2 separate regions of the Bicyclus anynana genome follow, and region 1 is linked to region 2. A link is a contact called in public Hi-C data. All regions are on one chromosome and are shown on one strand. The core of a region is the stretch at or near the end of the contact, and the rest is flanking DNA. Distances in the headings are between cores, read along the strand shown. Region 1 holds the start of LOC112054426. Region 2 has its middle 9.5 kb from the start of LOC112054430.

Region 1 (4,066 bases), core at 429-2,928, 36 kb before region 2:
GTACAGCTCTGTTACTAAAAAATATTAAATATTGTTATCTTTACTAATACATATCATAAAGAGATAAAGGGGGTTTGGTTTACTGTGCCGTGGGAGACTAACATTCCGAAGGATCACAGTTTAAAAGTGAATAAATATTATGAACTAACTAAACATGGCTATGTAGTTAGTCTGTACGCCGTAGAAGTGGGTGCGAGAGGATTACCAGCAAAATCTCTCTGTAACTTGCTTAAATACCTTGCCCTCTCTAGAAGTGCAGCAAGTTTTATATTAGAACGAGTATCCAAAGCAGCTTTGGATACTTATTTTCATTTTACAGATTTTGCTGCTAATATATTAATTTTCAGAATAAAATTAATATTGTATAATGTAATGATTGTATCTTCATCATTTTCAACCCATATTCGGCTCACTGCCGAGCTCGAGTCTCCTCTCAGAAAGAAAGGGGTTAGGTCAATAGTCCACCACACTGGCCCAACGTGGATTGACAGACTTCACACACACAGAGATTTAAGAAAATTCTCTGGTATGCAGGTTTCCTCATGATGTTTGTGATGTTGATGTGATATTTCATTTCTTAAAATGCTCACAACTGAAAAGTTGGAGGTGCATGCCCCGGACTGGATTCTTTTACTTGTCAGATACATAAAGATGGGTTGGTATGATACTAATACTCAACAGTGTGTATTGTTAACTATATCTTTTTACACATGATTATAGCAAAAAAAACACCGCAATAAATCTTACCAAATACGAGTTAATAGCTGATGCCGCGTGGTTCCCGTTGATCTTCATTTGACTTTTGTCCAAGGAACATATTATATTTACTGCTTTTGTCACAGACCACATGCACACAACCAAACAAACGTCAAAATATTGATCAAGTGCTCATATTTTTTTTTTTACAGAATCTACCCATAGAGTACATTGAATTACTCAGACCAATTATTCTATAGGACCTGCCTCGCTAGACGTTACTTTTCTGTCAAAGTATATGATCAACGATCTAATGCGATTATAAAAACTGTCTCTATAGAATCGATGTTAAATAGTTGTAATCGTGTTCGTCGGTTAAAGAGCTCCGTAAAAATACCTTTTTGTGTAATTATATTATATGAATATTATAATATCAACTGTCTTGGTACCCATTACACAAGCTTCTCTGTATGCTTACTTTGGGGCTAGATAGTGATGTGTATTGTTTAAGTATATTTATTTATTATTATTATTTTTTTGTGTAATTGAATTATGTAAAAACGAGCAAAAACTTCAAGTTTAGTATAAGATATATACCAAATCTAAGCTCGTTTTCCTCAGAAAATGACAGACAATTTGGTTAGTGACTATGACTATGAGTGCACAACAGGTCCTTCTATAATTAGTCTGAGATTGAATTACCACCGCTCTCTATGCCCTTGAGTTCTAGCTACTGTCACAGAAATTAATACTTTTTTCCTGGATTTTAGGTACACCACAAGTACTTTTTGCCATCTATGCATACGCAAGAAAACTATTTAAGCTTAACTTTTTCAGGAATATGGTGAGGAATTTAATTTAATTTTCAATTAAACTTTTTGGTACAACTTTCAAAATATTTTTTTTTGGACTCTAATAAATTAGAACCCATCGCGGCCACCGCACGAGATAAAAGAATAATTACCTCTATGTTTGTCTATGGCTGACCGCCATATTGTGTTGCGTTGTGCGGTGTGACACTCAGAGCAGGTATAGTAACCTCGCGTTATTAATACTAATACAGAACAGTTATTTATACTTTCATACAATAATGTCGAGTGCTGTATGGGATTGGTATAAGAGAGACTCAATCGAATTGACCACAAACGGTAGAAGAGTGCAATGCCTGATATGCGATGAAAAGGTAGATTTCGAAACCAATGCTGACTTGAAAGTACATTTGGTGAAACACCATCCGGAATGTTTGAGAGATACTTCAAATAAAACTGGGGAACGTCGAAACAGAGTAAATAAATCGGTTATGTGGAACCACTTCTATGACACGGGCTGTGATTATTTGGCCGAATGCAATTATTGCAAACGCATGTTTTCTTACAAATCCACGACTACCAATTTGAAGAGACACTTGGATAGAGCACATCCCTTGTTCTCTCAGCTGGTTACGAATACTACAAATAAAAGCGCGGTAAAAAACGAAGGCGATTCGGATGATACCGGAACTGAAGACGAAAATAACGTTAAAGGTAAGTTAAATTACCTGTTATTTATATTTGTTTTACTTTCTGACAGTTATCGTAATATAAACATGAATATATATTAATACACGATCATCTTTATATATATACTAGCGGACCCGGTCAAGCTTCGTTTTGACATAAGTGCACTTATTCTCTATCCCTACCCTACCCCTAACCTACCCCTACCCTACCCCATACCCCTACCCCTACCCCTACCCTACCCCTACCGCTTGACTCTTAAACGTTTGTATAGGAAATAAAAAAGGGTTGATTTTATGGTTTTCCCAGCTATTGTTCTAATTTTTCTCACCTTTTAAACCTTCCCTATACCTCCACGAACATTTCAAGACCAAGATGAGATAAATCCGTTCAGCCGTTCTCGAGTTTTAGCGAGACTAACGAACAGCAATTCATTTTTATATCTTTATATATATATAAAAATTTCGTGTCACGTGTTTGTCCGCGATGGACTCCCAACTACTAAACCGATTTTAAATTTGATTTGCATTTCGTGTGCATTTTAATCCAACTTGAAAGATAGGATAGCTTACATCTCAATTTATAGTCACTATATACCTATATAAAAGAAAGTCGTGTTAGTTACTCCACTTATAACTCAAGAACGGCTGAACCGATTAAGCTGAAAATTGGCAGGGAGGTAGTTTAGAGCCAGGAGAAGGACATACGATACTTTTTTTTTGTAGGGGTAGGGTAGAGGTAGTTGAAAGTTTACATCGAGTTTCACGTGGACGAAGTCGCTCGCGTCCGCTAGTAAATGTATAAATACATAAAAAAAAAACTACCTAGTTGACCCGGCAAACATCCTGCCATACACATAACACGTTAATCACTTATTTTTAAAAGTACAACCTCTCATGATTTTAAACTTATTTCGTGGTTGTTCATTATGAATGTTATTTAAACGGGTCTGCGATAGCTGATCACATTCTACAACCGGGAACTAAACATTGGATTGAGATCCATAATCCACACATTATTTCCACGGACCGCCACTATATACCCCGAGTAGTTCGAGAAGCCATTGAAATTCGAAAATACAAAAATTTCAATCGGGAAGATGGTTTCAAACTAGCCAGCGAGTGGAACCCGGTGGTAGAATTGTGCAAACCAAGAGGGCGCCGCGACACGCATAATAACAAAAGCGATGTCGTGAGTGTGGTTTGCCTAAACAGCCAAAAACGCGAGGTCGTTGAAAAAAGAAAAAGAACAAGAAAGAGGGTAGATCGATTTTGCCCCTAACAGCTGACTTCACTTCTCATCTCGCAACTTCAGTCCCGTCGTGACCACGATCCATGCAACTGGGTCGAAATATCGACAATAAAAATCTCGTCGTTTTATCGTGGTATGTACCCGTTTAAATAACATTTACAACCTCTCAAGTAAAAAGTGACGTTTATTAAAGCTTATTTTCTAGAAAGCTGTAAAGTAGCAGACGTATGTACATGAAAAAAGTAAAAAAAATCGCCAAATAAAATGTAGAAAATTATTTTTTCGGTTAGGTTTACGTGTAAAGTGGTGTTGAACTTTTTTTACTCGTTTCATATTGGATGTCGTTGGATAGGTTTTTGAAATTATGAGGGGTTTTAAAAAAGAATAGAAAAAAACATTTATTTGTTAACACAACACATAACTACATAATAACTTAAAACCAGTGTTACCAACTCTTGAAAATATTTATCCCTAAAGTTTTTGTCAAAAACCCCTAAAATCGCCTTAATTATTGAGTTGTCCCCCTAAAAAATATAAATTCATAATAATTTAGAAATAATATGCTGCAATATGTTTCAAAAGTCTATATTTAATACAGACAATATTGATCTGAAGATTTAGAT
Region 2 (4,042 bases), core at 1,536-4,035:
ATGTAGTACACTCGGCCAGATGTGGTACACTTCTGCCAGATGTGGTACACTTCTGCCAGATGTGGTACACTTCTGCCAGATGTGGTACACTTCTGCCAGATGTGGTACACTTCTGCCAGATGTGGTACACTTCTGACAGATGTGGTACACTTCTGACAGATGTGGTACACTTCTAACAGATGTGGTACACTTCGGCCAGATGTGGTACACTTCTGGCAGATGTGGTACACTTTTATCAGATGTGGTACACTTTTGTCAGATGTGGTACACTTCTGGCAGATGTGGTACTCTTTTACTAAAAGTGGTACACTTTTACCAGATTTAGTAGACATTTACCATTTGTGGTGTAGAGTATTTTGCTTGCAACATAACCATGTTAGTTAACAAATGTGAAAGGTCAACAATTAGGCATTGTTCAGAAATATATAGTTAATTACTTCATAAATTAATAACATTTATCTGACCTTTACATAAAAAAAATATTTGGAAAATAAACATGTAAAAATTACTAAAACAAGTTTTGGAATACTCAAACGTACTACTTGTGTTCCAAAATGTGCGAAATGCAACATCAAATATGTTCACAGTACTAACTTAATTTAATGTACTTTAGCAAGATTACTGGATTACCAGATATAATTTACTTGGTAATCCAGTAATCTCAACATTTATTGTATACCAGCTAATGTACCTAACTATACAACTGCAAATAAATTGAATAGAATTTAATTTAGACACATATTTCAAAATATTGTAACAAAATGTAATTCTACAATATACCTTTTTTGACAACTACATACATACTTAGTTCAATATTACATACATATTTAAAAAAAAATGTTTAAAAAGAAATTTAGCCAAATTAGTACTGTGTAACATTTTGATAATTTTACAATAATATATTCGTTTGTAATCTGTGACCATTGCTAGAGGTTATACAAATAAAAAACGTTTATCAATTTAATTAATATGTAAAATTTACAATAAAAATACAAGCTTCTGAAAACTCAAAAGTACCTTTCTGTTACAAATGTATAATTCATCCAAAATTGATAAGTATTTGATAAGAATTTCTGGTAGACATCACTAAAACTTAACCAGAGTGTTGCTCGGTTTTTAAAAGTAAACATCAGCCTTTAAAATGACAAATCTAACCAAATAGTTTTCAATATTGAATATCGATAGGATGGATTTTTATTTTTTACATTTTCAGCTCATCGCAGGATATTTTTGAGCTTTCACGGTAAAACTTGCATAAATTTGATTTCATTTTTTTAAATCATACAACTGAATGTAATATTTTATTTTACTAACAAATCAAATAAGTAGATTGTACAATTTGATACTCTGTCTTTAGTTAATCCCCAATAATGTAAAATTAGGAGTCAACATTTTTAGTGCGCAGTTTTTTCTGTTGTAAGAAAGTTGAAGACCTCTGATTTTGCAGTATTAGGGGACTGGTTGTACAAAATAGAAAACCACTTCAGTGGTGGACGTCTATGGTGGGACGAGAAGGGCTGAGGGAGCCCAGTGGTGGAGGACGAGGGGGGAGGACAGGAGTGGGGACAGGGGAGGACAGGGGGGGGGCTGCGAGCGAACCGGCGCGCCAGACAACTGACGCGTCACCATCTTCACTTAAAAGTATACTTTACAAACTAATATTATAAAAAACTTGTAAAATTCCAAATATTCTCGTTTCATTTTGTACATCACAGAAGCTCCTACGAGTGCGGCAGAGAGCCGCCCGCAGCGCGAGATCAATATACTCTATACATATATCATCCGATGTCAACAGTTAGCGGCGCTGGGCCGCAAGTATCGTTCAATTTTAAAATCTACAACTAGCGGAGCGCCGAGCGCGCGCCCCTCGGTCAGCTCAAGATGGCGCCGCGCTCGCCGCTCGCACAAATAAAAATACATTGGTCTCGATTTAAATAAAACGATACGACTAGGGGGCCGAGCCTCGCCGTCGCCTCCAACATAACATAACGCTTCATTTACAAAACAAAATGAACGCTCGCCTCGCCGTCGCGGTCGGCGCGGGCCGCGCGCGCGTCCTCGGCGGCAGCTCGGGACGCTGGCGGCGCGGACGCGCGCGGGAGCCCTAATAAAAATCACAGGAGCGCCGTCGGCCGTCGACGCGCGAGGCGGAGGCGGCAGACGAGACGCCGGGCGCGCGCCCCGACCGCCGCGCCGCACGAGCCCGCCCCGATATTTTTTTTGTGTTTTTCTCGTATTTTGAGGGGAAAGGCCCGAGCGGCGCGGCGCTCGCGGTGCGCCAGACACTTAACTACTAAAATTTTCACAAAATAATACCTAACGCCGGAATTTAGTCCACGCCGCAGCCGAGCGTCCGCGCCCGCCGCTCTTGCGCATCGCGTTACGAAATAAAAAACTTAGCACGAGAGAGGCGGCGCCGAGCCGACGGCCTACGCCGACACGTTGAGCAGCAGCTTCAGCGGCAGCGCGCGGTCGGGCTCCGGGCGGCAGCGGCCCTCGCGCCACCAGTGCGTGGGCGGCGGCGGCAGCGCGGCCGCGGCGGGCGCTGCGCCCCACTTGCTGCCGGCGAAGCGCTGCGCGCGCCCCTGCGGCGGCGCGGGCCCGCGGGTCGCGCGCCTTCGCCCTCGGAGCTGCGCTTGCCACTGGTTCATCGCAACAGATAATATTCTACTTCAGTTACTTCACTCGACTCACGTCTCGGTTGCGCGTCGCGTGACTCGGTAGCTTGCACAAGATGGTCGCCGTTCCTCGAACTGCACTGTCCGGCCTCGAACCGCTGTCGATCTACGGATGACACGTCGAAACACTTCAACTTCACTTTCACGTTACGACGTCGCTCGCACTGCTAGCTCCGGTGATAATCGATTATTTGAACTAAACATGGACGCCACCTTTCCATTATTCGCACCTTCGCCTCTCGATCTTGACTACGTGACGTCGGTGGCGCTTGTGGTATATATACCGTAATGGCGGCTGCGCGAGTTGAATGCGCAGTGGGGATTTAAAGCAAGCTATTCGCGTGCCGACACAAATTATATTTAAATAAATATTTTCAGCAGAAGGCTTCATAGGTGGATTTAAAATACAAGAAAACCAATGTTGAACAACGTTTATTTGTCAGGACAACTTAATTAACAAATCAAACTGTAACAAAAATAAGACTCTAGAATGGCAGAATATGACCTTGAGTGGAATCACGCACTTGTGAACGTTGTGTGTGGGTTAAAGTTCCTTTGACAGTTACAAACACTCCCCTTTTTCACTCAAGCCACTCTCCCCGCCTATCCATAGTAACCTAATAAGAATTAAACGACAAGAAATGTTGACGGCTCGAACGCCACGTGCATATACTGAAGCCGACCGTACGACGAGCGCGTTAAATAGCAAGTCGTTCCAACCAACTGAACGCTACCCCTCTCTAACTCCCTACTCTTTACAGAAACAAGTCACGCCACCTAGCGTCAGCACGAGCCAACACGAGATAAAGCGACATTATATCCATCTCAGACTACTATTTTCTACAATGTATTCTTTTTATACCAAGTTCTTAAAGAAGATTATGCTTTTCATGGTATAGATATCAATTTCCAATACAAAGCCATTTGACGAATTTCAACGTATGGGTGTCATTAGAAACGTCTGAGATAATATGAGAATGAAATCTGGGAGTTCTATTATTGTTAGATTATTGTTTAGGTTCCCATTCAATAATAGTGCTTTGCTCTTTAAATCTGCTACTGATACTTCGGAAGAGTGTTTGTTAACGCGTTTAGAAAAGTGTAATCGGGCGAGCCGGACGGATATTGAGAGTGAGAACTAAAGACGTTTTACATCAGTCGTGTGGTCTAAAGCACAGTAATTTTTAATTATTTAGATTTTCATACACAATTGAACGCGATTTTTTATAAAATAACTAAGTCGCAAGAGTTTAAGGTTTACATTTGCAAAACATCGTATTATAAAGTTTATGTTTGCAAACTACGTAGGTACTTCGTTGTTATCGATTTCTTTGAATTATTTTTAAGGTACAACTAGTTTCTTA

The links. A called contact is a pair of places that touch in the nucleus more often than the background predicts.
Region 1: a contact with region 2 is called in a Hi-C map of whole body, with 5 times the contacts expected there. The contact joins the promoter of LOC112054426 here to the enhancer-like site in region 2. A contact is called at or near these places in 2 of 2 Hi-C or Micro-C datasets (whole body and whole larva).

Annotation. Positions count from the first base shown.
Region 1 is chr26:8,933,794-8,937,859 of ilBicAnyn1.1, reverse strand. It overlaps LOC112054426, which reads left to right and starts at 1,678. Exons shown (of 3, transcript XM_024094211.2): 1 at 1,678-2,219. The coding sequence starts at 1,787. It overlaps LOC112054433 (a long non-coding RNA gene), which reads right to left and starts at 1,203. Exons shown (of 5, transcript XR_008252196.1): 1 at 748-1,203; 2 at 1-14.
Region 2 is chr26:8,899,259-8,903,300 of ilBicAnyn1.1, reverse strand. No RefSeq gene overlaps it. Among protein-coding and RNA genes, the nearest start is that of LOC112054430, 9.5 kb to the right of the region's middle. Within about 2 kb of position 2,785, at least 8 of the 8 cell types and tissues checked have open chromatin away from gene starts, as enhancers often do.